Linked DNA regions of Mus musculus: all the other regions are linked to region 2. A link is a contact called in public Micro-C and promoter capture Hi-C data. All regions are on one chromosome and are shown on one strand. Each heading gives the region's core, a stretch centred on a gene start, on an enhancer-like site or on the middle of the called end of the contact. The rest is flanking DNA. Distances are from core to core; before and after follow the strand shown.

Region 1 (2,703 bases), core at 132-2,631, 610 kb before region 2:
GGAACCTGACCTCTTGGCTCTGCCTGCATTCTTCCTCCCCAGAGTCTAGCATATCCTGCCCCCTGCCTACCTAAAACTTCTCTAGTCCAGGGACTGGGCTGCCCTTCCCAGTGCCCTTCCCTATACACTCCACCTATTGTGGTTACCAGGCCTTGGTGTTTACTTTCTTGGCCACTTTGTCCATCATACCTAAGAGTAGTCATGTTCTGTCCATTTTATTTATCTTTTTCATCTATAACCTCCTACACTATATAAATATATATCAAAACTACAGAAGAGTTGAGGGTATAGACACTTGGAGAGAGGTGAGCAGTTAGAAAGGATTACTGCTTTTCCAGGAGATCCAAATTTAAGTCCTTAGTGCCTATGTAGTCCTGTAAGTCTCAGGGATTCTGACCTCTGGCCTCCACACCACCTAAATTGACACCACACAGGTGTTCTTAATGACTGAGCCAGCTCTCAAGTTCCCACTTTTGTTGTTGTGGAAACGGGGGTCTCCACAGCACAGCCTCGCCTGGCTTTGAACCCAGGCTTCTTCTACCTCCCAAGTGTTTACTCCAGACACTCTGTAGACATTTCTAAACAATTTTGTAATGCTGTTCACATTTGTTTATTTTCTTCCTTGCATTGAAATAGTCGTTGAGTCCAGAACATTAGCACATTTAATGCCCTTCTATCTAATTTAAAGGGGGGGGGGCTCTCTCACTCTTTACATGACAATTGACCAGCTTTGTCTCATCTTCTCTATTGTAAAGCATTGCCCTAAGATTTCCAGGCCTGCACATGCCTTTAATCCCAGCACTTGGAGGCAGAGGCAGGCAGATTTCTGAGTTCAAGGCCAGCCTGATCTACAGAGTGAGTTTCAGAACAGCCAGGGCTACACAGAGAAAAACCATCCAAACCAGGGCCTTGAAGGAAGATAGTGGGTACACTTTAAAGACACCTAGAGCTTTAGGTGGAAAGAATAAAATTCCAATTTTCCTTTTCATTTTTATTAAATGACAAGAATCATTGTTGAGTTCTTGGGAGTTGCTTTGGCATCTGACAAAATGAGATCCCAGTATCTGATTCTTTCGGGATGGGAAAAGCTATAGTCTTTTAGAAGTCTTTGAACTTTCCAGCGTGGATTCTCCACTTTTTTGGGGTTCAGACCCCGTCAGTTCCCAGAGGAAGGTCACCAGCACTGACTTCTATTCCCAAGACCCCCCCCCACCCCCACCCCCACCCCCAGATTCGAATACACATACAGGCGACAAACCTAGTTAGCTTGAATCAGGCAGGCGGCCTGCCTTAGTCTCCCCAGGGGCATAGCCTGCGGGAGCCGCCTGGGATTGGGCCCCATAGGAGGCGGGCCCTAGTGGGCGTGGTCTAGTAAAACACCGCCCACACAGGTACTAAAACTTCCTGAACCTGGAGCTGTGGGCCGTGCGTGGTGGATAAGCTTGATCTCGTCTTCCCTGAAGTCTGGTTCCTTGGCAGGATGATGGTGACCCTCGTGACCCGTAAAGATATCCCCCCGTGGGTGAAAGTTCCTGAAGACCTGAAAGATCCAGAAGTATTCCAGGTCCAGTCGCTGGTGCTGAAATATCTGTTTGGTGAGTAGCTACTCTTGACCTCGCTGCCAAGGCCCAAAGCTCCGGGTCTTGGAACTATGCTCATTGCCTTTCCCCGGACAGGCCCACAGGGATCTCGAATGTCTCACATCGAGCAGGTGAGCCAGGCCATGTTTGAGCTGAAGAACCTGGAATCTCCCGAAGAACTTATCGAGGTCTTCATTTACGGCTCTCAAAACAACAAGATTCGGGCTAAATGGATGCTTCAGTCCATGGCTGAGAGGTACCACCTGCGCCAGCAAAAAGGTGAGAGTCTCTAACAGGTGCCCTGAACCAAGGTGCGGTGGAGTAGCCTCCTGCCTCCACCGAGTTTACCTCCCTTTTCACATCTCCACTGCTTGCATCCCTCTGAGGATGCCTTACTTTTGGGCATCACCTGGGACTCCTCCTTGGTCTCTAGGCCGTCTCTGACAACCTTTTGGGAGTTCGGGGGCCCAGACGTAAGTCTTAAGGTGAGAAGGGGTAGGGACTTATCCCTCTGGGCAGGGTTATCTGAGGTAACCCTGCCCCACCCCACTCCCATCTCCAGGTTTCTAGGAGAACGTTAGAACTGGCCCAGTGGAGCCCTGGTTCTAATTAGAGGTCCACAAAAACATGCTTAAAGAGCTGGTGAATCATGCGGCCTTCCTCCTGTTCCATGACACTTAATCCTGTTTGGTGTTTCTCACGCAGGAGTGCTGAAGCTGGAGGAATCCATGAAGACCCTGGAGCTAGGCCAGTGTATCGAGTGAAGCCAGTTTCCAGTCCTTGTGTCTCCGACCTGGATGCAGGTTAAGCTGTGGCCAGTGTTTGGTTCTGGCGGGATTTTTAGCTTTGTTACATCCTAGCAAGATATTCCTGGATCCCTGCTGCGCATTCTGATGTGAATCCCAAGGTTACCACTCTAAATAAAAAATAAAATTGAAGTGATTAAAATGTGCGTCGTCATTAAAATATGAAAAGAGCCAGTACCCTTTTCCCGGTGTCCGTTTGAATCCTTGTAAATGCCTGAACAGATTATAGCCTGTGGAATCTTAAGCTTAGGCATCCACCCTGTTGTGAAACACTGTCTAGTTTGTAACATGGAATGTGAATTGCTGCCTTAGGGGAA
Region 2 (2,905 bases), core at 200-2,699:
TGGATAAAACCCATAATATCCCTGCCCTGTATATGATACACGGAACACAAATGAAGAACTGTCAAATGTAAATACACAACAAACTTTGGACTAAAACTGGAGAACTGCCAAACGAGTGTGTCCCTTTCCTGAAAGAAAATGTGGTGATAGACAATTTTTTTTGTAGGAATATATATTAGTCCTAATACTTCCTTAGGCCAAGCATAATTCTTTCAGCTGCAGATGGCAGAATCATCTACCAACATTAGATACAGAAAAACTAACTTTTCGCAAGCTAGTCTATGCCGGTACAGCAACACTTTGAAACTTAGCCCAAGGATAATACTAAACGATAAATACATACAGGAGTGGCACGCTATCTGCCGTAAATGCCAACCCCACACAATAAAGGTCAGACTCAAGAGGTTATTTAACTTTATGTATCTTTTTATCAATGTGCTTATTTAAAAATAGGGGATGCACACACAAAAAAATGTTTTTAGCGTTGCCGCTTTCAGATGGTTCGAACAAATGGGTCCCAGAGATCATGCACAAGTTTTAGCATTGACTGGTAACGCTTAGCTGCTGGCTCTAACCAGTCTTACCTAACCTCTAAGTTGTAAGCATTTACAGTTAAACCGGATAATGAAGTCTCCCGTCTTTTAGGAAGACAACCCCAAGTCCTTAGGTCTAGCAATGTATTTGTTGCAATGTATAACTCTAAAGTTTGCGGACAGATGTGAGATGTGTCAGGCGTTTAAGAAAAAGAGCTAGAGAAAACCGAGGGCCGAAGCAAACACCCTGGAGATTTGAAACGTGATAGCAAGCCAGCCGGGCAAGTCGGTCCTGTACACACTCATCTCCAAGGCGAACAGTGCGACCGGACGCCGGGAGGCAGATATTCACACTCCTCCCGCTCAGGCCCTCCCTGTGTCCGAGCGGCTTGCCTCCCGACAGGAATGAATGAGCCCGAGTGGCCAGCGCCGAGCCCGGGCCGGTGGCGGGGCCGCGGGCGGCCTGGCCGAACAAAGGCGCGCGGGCTCACCTCGTCACCCCACTTGAGCACGTCCTTGTGCCGGTCCTTGACTGCGTGGTAGATGTGCAGGAACTGGAGGATGCCGTGCCTCCGCACGTGGTCGGCGTGGCGCTGGGTCTCTTCCCAGCTCAGTGGCGAGCCTTGGGACAGCAGCCCCATGGCCGCGTCCTCCTCCCGGCCGCAGCTCCGCTCTGGGGGCGCCCTCGGGCCGCGCGGCGGGCGTCCCGTCCGTTCCCGCTCCGGCTCGGACCCCGCCGCGCGGTTGACAGCCCGGGTCGGGGTCTCTCGCCGCCGCCCGGTCTCGCGCTCCCACGCCGGCCCTGCGGCCCTGGCCGCCGCGGCAGCGCTCCACTCGGCGCCGCCGGTGTCGTGCACGGGCTTCCTACTTGCGACCCAAAGCTGCGGCGACACAGAGCATGCCCAGTTCCGCGCCTGCCGCTCCGTGCGCCGCGCTCCAGATTTTATAGGCTGCGGCGGGGGCGGGGAACGAAGCGGCAGGTCGTGGGTGGGGCCTGGGGCGGGGGCGGGGCTGAGGCCGAGGGTGTCCGCGGGGGGGCGGGGCTGTCTGCGAATAAGGACTGAAAAGTCTGGGTCCTAAGAGAAAACTGGGTCAAAAAAAAAAAAAAAAAAAAAAAAAAAAAGGGAGGGGGGGAGAGGGAGAGAGAGAGAGAGAGAGAGCTGAAATATCTGAATATCTGTTCAACTCTGTACTGGTAGAAAGGGTATAAAGTTAAGAGTAATCCTTTTTTTTTTTTTCTTTTTTCTTCTTGGTTTTTCAAGACAGGGTTTCTCTGTGTAGCCCTGGCTGTCCTGGACTGGCTTTGCTGGACTCGAACTCATAGAGATCCTCCTGCCTCCCATGTGCTGGGATCAATTATGTGCACTACCACGCCTGGCTGAGTAATACTGTGTGAGTGTGTGTGCGTGTGTGTGTATGTGTGGTTTTTCGAGACAGGGTTTCTCTGTGTAGCCCTGGCTGTCCTGGAACTCACTCTGTAGTCCAGGCTGGCCTTGAACTCAGAAATCTGCCTGCCTCTGTCTCCCAAGTGTTGGGATTAAAGGCATGTGCCACCACTGCCTGGCTGAGTAATACTTTTTAATAAATGTTGTACGACTCCACATGGCATGGATATGCATAGAGTTGATTGCTGGTTATTTACATGCGTCCATGTATGGGCAGGGATTAGATATATGTATATCATCATTGTAAACCCTGTACGTTAACTATTTGCCAATGGGATCTCTGGTCGGCACAGAGATCACTCACTGTGCAAAAGAGGTCTTGTCTTGTCTTGTCTCCAAGTGTGCAGTGTGAGAAGTTTCTTCAGAAGTTTCCCCACCTTCAGAACCGAAGGTCCATCCAGCGGTGGTCATTCTATTGCTCAGGAGAGCTTTACCCTGAGTGCGGAAGGCTCTGGGAACTGGATTCCGTGGGAACGAAGGGAAGGTACCTTGCCCGAATAGTTATTCGATTAATGTTTTGCAACTGTATAAATATATGCAGTAACTAGATGATCCATTCATGTACAGAGGGCAGAAAACATTTATTACACCCTCCCCCCCCCCACACACACATTGTAACTACATTTTCAACATGTAGTTACTTAGAGACAAGATCTCACTAGATAGCCCAACCTGGCCTTGAACTCCAGGCAGCCATCGTGCCTCAGCCTCCTGAGTGTTGGGATTAGAGGCATGGACTTCCACATTTGCTTTAGATTTAATAGTTAATGAACACTCATCACAACATTCAATGAACACTAATCGATGAATGCATGATAGGAATATTTCCTCATTGAATGAGGCCATCAAAGAGCTTGGGGCCACAGATACTGAAAGTGTGGCTGTGATTTGCACAGTGGAATGCATTTAAGTATGTGCACAGGTTAG
Region 3 (2,894 bases), core at 291-2,790, 830 kb before region 2:
CAAAGCCAGCCTTCCTATCCTACCTCGAACTCTGCGTACTGACTTTGCAACTTTTCTGTAACCTGAACCTTCTCAGGTAATAAGTGTACTTAAACATGGTGCTGCTGATTTCAAACTCCCCAAGGCTGTTGGAATCTGATTCCCTATGTTGGAAGATTCCCTTGGCTGTCCCTGCCAAAAAGGATGATCTTAGCAATAAAGGAGAGGAGATACAGTGTTGAACAAACCTATTGGCTCACACAGGATAGCAGAGGTGCAGAAAGATGAGAACCCCGAGGCTAATGAAATCTGAAGCCGTCTGTTGGAGGAGTTCAGGGGTGGGGGGGTGGGTACAAGGGGATGAGTTAGGGAAGCTGGGTTTGTTTGTTTGTTTGTTTTTGTTTTTTTGAGACAGGGTTTCTCTGTGTAGCCCTGGCTGTCCTAGAACTCACTCTGTAGACCAGGCTGGCCTCGAACTCAGAAATCTGCCTGCCTCTGCCTCCCGAGTGCTGGGATTAAAGGTGTCGCCACCACGCCCGGCTTGAAGCTGATCTTTTTGTTCTAATCAAACCTTCAAACAAATTGAAATCCACTCACATGGAGGACAAGCAAACTGACACATCAAATTAACCACACCAGAAGTGCTGTTTGTACATACATTTTATAAGAATTTGCCAGGCGGGTATGCACAAACTCAAGGGCTTTATCTCTACAGCTGTCTTTTTGAAAACTTGCCCATCAGCATTTACTGGCCCAAGAGTTAGGGATATCTTTAGTAAATCTCAGTCAGCCCTTCTTCTAGACAGGGGCCTCACCTGACTTTCTGAGCCTCTGCTCTTCCTTGGTCTGCGTGGAAATCTCTAAGGGCGTCTACCACATCTGTCTTTTCCATCGGTCTGCAGATATGGCTTTTATTACTCAGAGGCCCGATGGCCCCACCAAGGCTGACTGAAGCATTTTCCTAGTTCCTCTTTCTTAGAGTCAGCAGTAGGGAAAATCTGTCCAAATTAGATTTACAGAGAAAACTCCCCCACGCTCATACATCACGTGGCCTGCCCGCTGGGGATGTAGGTCAATGGTATGTATCAGCGTTAGTCTAATATGTGTGAGGCCCTGGGTACAATCAACAGTATCTTCCTAAAGAGAAAAGGCAGCTGCCTACATTGGGGTTCACCTCTGAAACAGTCAATTTCGTCGGACAAAACATGATTTCCTTTGCTACTTTTCAAAAGCCATATGCTGTCACAAAACGGACAAAGACTGAAAACTATTATAGACATTTAGAAGGCAAATAGTCCCTGCCCATTTCCCTAGCTCCCTATCACTGCGAGATGCAAACCCCATCGCCGCCTTCAGGCTGTCCAATGCCCGGGCTTTTACTAGTGTAACAGAGTCCTGGGCTCCCTACCGCTGGTGACACACATCTTGCACAGCGCAAACGCCACGCCCAACCCAACCCTGCCCACAGCGGGAAATTGCCCGAAACTAAAATGGCGCCTTAGGAACAGGCAACCAGATATGGGCGTGTCCTGGGGCGGGGCAATATCCTGCCCCGCCCAGCCAGCACGGCGAAGGGCTGTCCTGCCGAGAGCTAGGTTGGCCAAGCAACGACGCCGGCACATCTGCTCTCCAGGCGTTATGAGGCCCCTGCTTCGGGGTCCGGCGGGAAACGACGATGAGGAGAGCTCGGACAGCACCCCGCTCCTGCCGGGCGCCCGGCAGACCGAAGCGGGTGAGCTGCGGGACCACCGAGTGATTGCTAGTGGCAGCGTTCCTGGCGGGCGGGTGGTTCCCGGCCGTGGGCGCCTTGAAGGAGTGGCTGCGGGGTCGGGGGGACAGGTAGCCGCTGTAGTGCTGTGGGTCGGGACGGAGGTGCCTGTGGCGCTGGCGGGACTGAAGCAATTCAGGGTCGGAGGGGTACCCGATCCGAGTCAATAAGCAAAGGGGCCAAAGTGCTTCTTGCTCCCCTCCAGCGGCCGCCAGGTTTCCGCTTATGCCGGCCTGTAAACATGTGATCTGGTAGCGCCTTGTTGGGGAGGAGAGACAAAAACAAAACAACAACAAAGAAGAGTTAACAGCTGTTGAGTGTGCGGGGGACAGTTGCATAATCCCGCGAATATCTTGTGCTGTAAGACACCAAAATATTGCAGACATTTCTATTTTTTCCTTGTCTATCAGACTGCAATTTAAGTTAGGAAACAGGTTATTCTCAAGATAAGATATCTTTAGCACTCTAAGACAATATGCCGTACTAGAGGTCTTGCAGGTGCTACTTCAAAAAGCATCTTCATTGCGGGGGGGGGGGGGGGGGGCGCATGTTGCACAGAGGTATAGTCCTTGCCTGACAAGGTTCTAGTCTCCATACCCACCATCCCCCAAAACACAAGTATGTGTCTTCACTGGATTTCGCTACACTTTTGTAATGTAGCTTCCTGAAGCTACAGAAAACTAAAGGACAAATCGGCTTGGACACATTCAAGGATATAGGTGTGAGAAAGAATTGAACTGGAAATTTGCCTTTGTTGGCCCGGAACAGTCTTCTGTCGGTATGTCTTTTGTTGACATTACCAAAGAATTCTTTCGTAACTGTTTTAACCATCCTTCCCACTTGTGTGGGTAACTACCCTACTTTCTGACTTTATTCAGACTACTTCTGTTGGCTTTTGGGTGATCTGTTTTGGTTTTGTTTTTATTTTTAGAATAGTTTGTTAGGGAACTGGAAAGATGGCTCAGCAGTTAGAGCACTGGTTGCTCTTCCAGGGGACGAGGGTTCAGTTCCCAGCACCCACATGGAAGCTTACAACCATCCATAACTCCAGCTCAAGAGAGCCAACACCCTCCCTACTCAGACACACCTGTGGTACACAGACATACATACAGGCAAACATTCGTACATAGAACAGATTTTTTTTTTA
Region 4 (2,700 bases), core at 24-2,523, 690 kb before region 2:
TCCACTTCTCTCATCAAATGCCCCTTTCCGATGCCACCAAAGGAAGGATTACAGGACATCTGACCTAAAGAGAATGGATATGATCATAATAGAGTACCCTGTACATATTACTTAATAAAGAGTGCTCGGAAAGGTAATCAGACTAATCAGATTCATTTAAAACAATAAACCCCAACACGCTCTCCTCTAACTTCAAAGAGAGGAGGAATTAGCAGAAAATGGGCGACTCATTCCCGTTCTCTGCATTCCTATGGACTCTATCGTCTAAGCCAAGTTACCTTTCTTCTTTGAAGCCAAGGAATACTTGATAATGTACCACCTTCCTTCATCACTTTGGTCAGGCGTGATTGGGTACACCTTGAATCCCAGCACTCAGGAGGCTGAGGCAGATGGATCACTGTGACTTCCAAGCCAGCTTGGTCTACACAGCACTGTCTCATTTATGAGAATCATTAGTAGGCCTCTGAAATGTTTTTTAGACATATCCTACAGCGTTGATAGAACACAGGTTTTGCACTACTGTGTATATGTCTAAAAGAATTTAAATCTGTGTGAAGTGACAAGTGGACTTCTATATTTAACGAGACACTACTCGCCAGAGCCTAGAAGCGGGATCAGCCTAATGTTTATCAAGTGTCGGATGGATAATGAAAACGAGGTGCGTAAGCTGAGGCGCCTATCAGCACAAAACACGCAATGGAAATACGGAACGCGACAAGCGGCGGCAGAGCTTGACAAGCTCTCCGTGGACGCACCACGTCGGTCGCTTAACAAGACGGGTGTGAAAATGTTAACTCGGGATTTCTCTGAGATGACAATACGGGGAGGGTCAACCCAGCGACCTGCCCAGCAGCCGCCGTGGCTTTCAGTCCTCCGCTCCCTGACCCCGGGCACCGGCCACTCCGGTCCACCGCAACCCTGCCCGCGCTCGGTCGGACGTAGAGTTCCCGCCGCGGCCGCGGGGCTCCTCACCGATCGTGTCCACGCGGTGCGTGAGAAGCAGGGTCCGCGAGCCACAGCGAGCGGCGGCGGCGGCCGCCTCGGTCCCCGCGTGCCCTCCTCCGATAACTACCACGTCGAAGTGCGGGGTGCAGGGCGCCGCGCTGTCGCTGCGGAGGCGACGCAAAGGCAGCCGTCTGCCGAGGGACGCTGCGGCCCAATGGCCACGGCCTCGGAGAAGGAACATGTTGAGGGAAGCTAGCTAGAGACGCCCGGAACTGTCACCGGAGTAGAAGCCAGCTGGGCGTCGCCATCTTGGCCGAGTCAGCGCGTAGCGCGCCTGCGTCCAGCGACGCTTTTGATTGGCGGGTTGGAGCTTCGCCGCGGGGAGGTGCGCGCAGGCCCTGTGCGTTCTCCCCCCCCCTTCCTCCCCCCGCAGGTACTTTCAGCGCTGGCGGGAGATTCTATCTTGGAGGTTGAGGTTAGGCTTTTCCCGTGGACTTGTCTTTATCGCCAGGTTGCCACCTATGAACAATAAATTTGATCATTTCGCCTCAAAATCTTCTGAGAGGTTAGTCGACTAAGGCAATCCGAGTTCTAATCCTCATCTTGAAGGCCATCTGGGTCTACAAATGAATATCACGTCTCCAAATCAAAACTCCATTATTTATATACAGCTTAAACATTTTTTTGACATTTATTTTATGTGTATGATTGTTTTGCCTGTGCATGTGGTGTATGGGTGTGTGGGTGTGCGCGCGCGCCTCGATCTAGCCTATTCCCACAAAAGTCAGAAGAGTGCATCAGATTTTCTGGAGCAATAAAAGGTTATGAGCCACTATGTGGGTGCTGAGAATCAAACACGGCAGGTTCTCTGCAAAGAGCAAGAGATCTTGTTCACTGAGCCATTTCTCTGGTTCCTATTTAAACATAATATACACACAAGACATGGAGAATTAAAAAATGTGTAACTCCTACAAAGTGCTCTGTCCCTACTTTAAAGGAATGCCAGTCTTTTGTTGCTAGTAGCTATTTTTATATGCATATACAAGTTTTCCTCTGAGTTGAAATATTCCTTCCTAGAGGAGGGAGTCTCATAAAAGTCCAGAAGTGAACAAAGTTTACAGGTTCAGTCCCAGGAAGATTTATAAATTGCCAGGCCCACCCCTACTTCAGGCTATACAAGCAGGGACCATTGCTAGGGGGTAGACTCCAGGACCATCAGATGTGCAAGTCCTTCGGGGGCTCAGGGATACAACTTTTGTGAGTTGTCATCCATACTGCCCTGGACTTTTGTAATGCAGTCTTTGAGTCATCCACACTCCTGTAAATACCTCCAAAAAACTTATAGTTTCACTAAATTATATTTGAGTGGAATAATTTTCTTTGGCTTGTTCTTGGTGCCCTCAGGTAAATATACATTTATTCACATTTTCACAGGAGGGGGAAAACTCACACGGCACAGGAACGCTAGTATTTTGTATATAAATTCTGTGATTATACTATCTTTCACTTTATTCCCCTCCATTTAACTATATATATTTAAATTTTTAATTGCATGTATTCATTTGCATGTGAGTATGTGTATGGGCTTACTCATACTACAGTGCACATATGGAGATCTACTTGAGAGAGTCAGTTCTCCTCATCCTGTGGGTTCTGGGAATTGAACCCACATCATCAGATTTGACAGCAGATATTTTTACCTGCCAATCATCTGTCCAGTCCCCTTAACAATATATTTGCTTAGCTGGGCACGAT
Region 5 (2,841 bases), core at 252-2,751, 770 kb before region 2:
AAGTGAGTTCCAGGGACAGCCAGGGCTACACAGAAAAAACCTGTCTCGAAAAACAAAAAAAAAAAAAAAAAAAGATGCTTGCTGAAAAGCCTGAGTTCCATCCCAGGCACCACGAGAGGAGGGACTCTCATCACACACACACACTACGTAATTTAGAAATGATTTTTTTTAATAATGCTGATAAGTACACTCATGTGTAGACATTCTGTATTCCCAAAACAAAAACTATTAAGACAGACCAAACAAAACGTTAAAAGCATTTGTGAATAGTGAAGGAGGGATTAGGTTTTCTCTTCTAAATTTTCATTTTATCTTGTTGAGACTGGGTCTCCTACATCCAAGGCTGCCCTTCAGTCCCTGACCTTGCTGCTTCCACCTCACAAAAGCCAAGACCTCAGGCCTGTGCCACCAGAACTCCTTTATTTAACTAGAATGTTTGGAAATTAAAAAGAAAAATCAATCATGGGGGGGGGGGGCGGGGGGAGGACCGTCAGGGTCAATCTGGAACTGACTAAAGGCTAAGAAAGCCAAAGCAGGCCTCTCTGGCGCTGGGCTTTAAGTGCCTGCACCCTCGGGCATCGCCGGTTTGGCTAGGCTGTAAAGTGGCACTGTGGGACAAAGTGGCACTTGTTGATATTCACGGCAGCCACGGGCCTTGCCAAATGGCTGATTTACTTTGCCTGGAGTTTGTCCCTCAGCTCTGCCTCTTCCTACACTCTCTTACCCCAGTATAAAGCCCTTCTTTTTTAATGTTTTTTTTTTTCTAATAACCACATTTTTCTATTTTGAAACAGTTTCAGGAAATCCAAACTGGCCTCAAACTGACTCTGTAATGAGGGCTGGCCTGGATCCCCCTGCCTCCACCTGGCGGCAAGTGCTGGGATTGCAAGCATGCCACACCACGCCCAGACAGTCATTCATTCACGCATTCGTTATTTATTTACTTATTTTAATAATTTAAGTCCGTGTGTGAAGGTCAGAAGACAGCTTATTGAAACCGGTTTTCGGTTTCCGCCTTCCCAAGGGACTGAACCCAGGTCTTCAGGCTTGATAGAAGCTCCTTTACCCTTGGAGCCACCGAGCCTGTCCAAAGATTTTTAAGAGAACTATTTTTAAAACACACAAACGCTCTTCTCTTCTGACGCTTGGGACTTACGACAGGTTCCATGCCGCACTCACCTTCCGCGTGAATTTTTTGACACCCCCCCCCCGGCCCCCCAGAAACTCGGATTTGCCCCACGGCAGCGGGCGTTTCCCCTGGGGGAGGAGCAAGAAGAGCTTACAGCACTCGGGAAGCACGAGTTTGACTCATGCCTTAGCGGACTCAGGAAACCCGATTAGCAAAACCTAGATTTCTTTGTCTGGAGAAAGGAGATGACTCACAGAAACCACGTGCAAAAGAAAGGCATTTAAAAGGGCTCGATGGAAAGTCACTGCGGGCTGGGGAGCCCCTGGCGTCACCCGCCCGCGCTCCCGCCTCTGGCCGCTGGAGGCAGCAGGGTCACGAGGCAAAAAGACTTTCCTGACCCTTGCTTCTCAGTTTTTGTTCTAAAAGGCAATGTTAGCTCCTAACCGCAATTCTGGCCAAGTGTGGTGACTTTGAAACCAAACCTGGAGCCACAATGTTGTTAAAGAGCCACGTTGTTATTAAGTCTCCATACCTTACAAGAATAAATTTGTTTCCTAAGCCTAATAATGTATTCTACAAACCATGTTTTTCAACCTGTGCTTAACTTGTAACCCCATGATGTATATACCCTTTGTAAATCCCTTTGCCTTGCTAAACCCCTGAATCTGTAAGCTATGATTGCCCTTTTGCCTTACGGAAATGTTTTTCCAGATACCTTGATGAGTGCCCTTCCACACCCCACAGACTGCCTTAGGTCCTGAGTAGCCCCTCTCCTCCACCACCATGTCCCCACCCCAACTTCTATGTCCAGGGGCTAACAGCCAATTATCTCAACAGCTCTTCTCTATCAACCCTAACCCTTCCACATATAAGAGACCTCAAAAGCCAGTGAGGGGATGTTCTGAGACCCGAACTTAGGGAAAGTGCACAGTCTAAACACAGCTTGCTTTAATCAGACAGTCGTCGAAATAGTTTTTTTCTCCGGTCTAAGGTTGACCCACATTTTAAACCCCAACACTAGGAAGGCACAAAGGGCCATTTCTGTGGATTCCAGGCCAGCCTTGTGTACATAGCAAATTACAGCCCAGGCTACATAGACCCTGTCTCGAAACAATATTGCCTTTAATCCCAACTCTAAGATCAGGTGTTGAAAGTCATCCTCAACTACATAGTGAGTTTGAGACCAAAACTGCAGGGCCCCATACACAGAATAGGAGCCTGGCATGGTTACATATGTCTACAATACCCAAGTGTAAACAGGTGAAGTTAGAAGACTGCAAATTTGTGGCTAGCCTGGACTACAAATAGAAACCACGTCTCAAAATGGAACAAAATCAAGAACTCCACCTCTGAAACCTTTGGCCCCATTCCCACTATAGCTGAAGGCCAGCATGGATCTCAGTACAGAACTGGCTTTTCTGCCAAGAACAGGGACTTCAGAAAGAAGTTGGCTGAGGCCTGGAAGTTAGAAGGTGGTTCCTTAAAAATGCAGTCAGTTGTTTAATAGAGAATTTGCTGTCTTTGGGATTTCTCCTGCAGAACTTTCGAGGAGTAGAGAAGCTTCAGCCAATATTGAGAAAGCCAATAGAAGTCAGACATGGTGGATGGACCATTCCTGCAATCCTAGCACTTGGGGTGTAGAGAAAGGTGTGCTAGCTCAGAATCAGCTAGGACTACAGTCTTAGGCCAGCCTTGGTAGATAGCAAGACCCA

The links. Promoter capture Hi-C pulls out the DNA fragments that hold promoters and counts their contacts. A called contact is a pair of places that touch in the nucleus more often than the background predicts.
Region 1: a contact with region 2 is called in a Micro-C map of embryonic stem cells, with 7 times the contacts expected there. The contact joins the promoter of Dppa5a here to the promoter of Gclc in region 2. A contact is called at or near these places in 1 of 39 promoter capture datasets (erythroid cells) and 1 of 484 Hi-C or Micro-C datasets (embryonic stem cells).
Region 3: a contact with region 2 is called in a promoter capture Hi-C map of erythroid cells, with 21 times the contacts expected there. The contact joins the promoter of Slc17a5 here to the promoter of Gclc in region 2. A contact is called at or near these places in 2 of 39 promoter capture datasets (erythroid cells and pre-B cells), 1 of 484 Hi-C or Micro-C datasets (CD4 T cells) and 2 of 9 other capture datasets (adipose tissue and macrophages).
Region 4: a promoter capture Hi-C map of erythroid cells shows a contact between it and region 2, with 15 times the contacts expected there. The contact joins the promoter of Mto1 here to the promoter of Gclc in region 2. A contact is called at or near these places in 1 of 39 promoter capture datasets (erythroid cells), 1 of 484 Hi-C or Micro-C datasets (rod photoreceptor) and 2 of 9 other capture datasets (adipose tissue and pancreatic islet).
Region 5: a Micro-C map of embryonic stem cells shows a contact between it and region 2, with 2.8 times the contacts expected there. The contact joins the enhancer-like site here to the promoter of Gclc in region 2. A contact is called at or near these places in 2 of 39 promoter capture datasets (both in liver), 1 of 484 Hi-C or Micro-C datasets (embryonic stem cells), 3 of 115 datasets of contacts at active chromatin or transcription factors (memory CD8 T cells, microglia and thymic regulatory T cells) and 2 of 9 other capture datasets (adipose tissue and pancreatic islet).

The regions. Positions count from the first base shown.
Region 1 is chr9:78,366,877-78,369,579 of GRCm38.p6, reverse strand. Dppa5a (developmental pluripotency associated 5A) reads left to right here and starts at 1,381. Exons shown (of 3, transcript NM_025274.3): 1 at 1,381-1,595; 2 at 1,677-1,859; 3 at 2,286-2,528. The coding sequence starts at 1,481. The coding sequence ends at 2,344. RefSeq lists an enhancer at 1-1,080 and cis regulatory regions at 1-1,244, 1-1,244.
Region 2 is chr9:77,753,079-77,755,983 of GRCm38.p6, reverse strand. Gclc (glutamate-cysteine ligase, catalytic subunit) reads right to left here and starts at 1,449. Exons shown (of 16, transcript NM_010295.2): 1 at 1,025-1,449. The coding sequence starts at 1,174.
Region 3 is chr9:78,586,691-78,589,584 of GRCm38.p6, reverse strand. It overlaps Slc17a5 (solute carrier family 17 (anion/sugar transporter), member 5), which reads left to right and starts at 1,540. Exons shown (of 11, transcript NM_172773.3): 1 at 1,540-1,711. The coding sequence starts at 1,618.
Region 4 is chr9:78,446,783-78,449,482 of GRCm38.p6, reverse strand. It overlaps Mto1 (mitochondrial tRNA translation optimization 1), which reads right to left and starts at 1,273. Exons shown (of 12, transcript NM_026658.2): 1 at 973-1,273; 2 at 1-64. The coding sequence starts at 1,186.
Region 5 is chr9:78,526,066-78,528,906 of GRCm38.p6, reverse strand. No RefSeq gene overlaps it. Among named protein-coding and RNA genes, the nearest start is that of Eef1a1, 46 kb to the right of the region's middle. Within about 2 kb of position 1,501, at least 404 of the 459 cell types and tissues checked have an H3K27ac peak or open chromatin away from gene starts, as enhancers often do. A contact at or near this core is called in adipose tissue, embryonic stem cells, liver and 4 more, where this site is marked.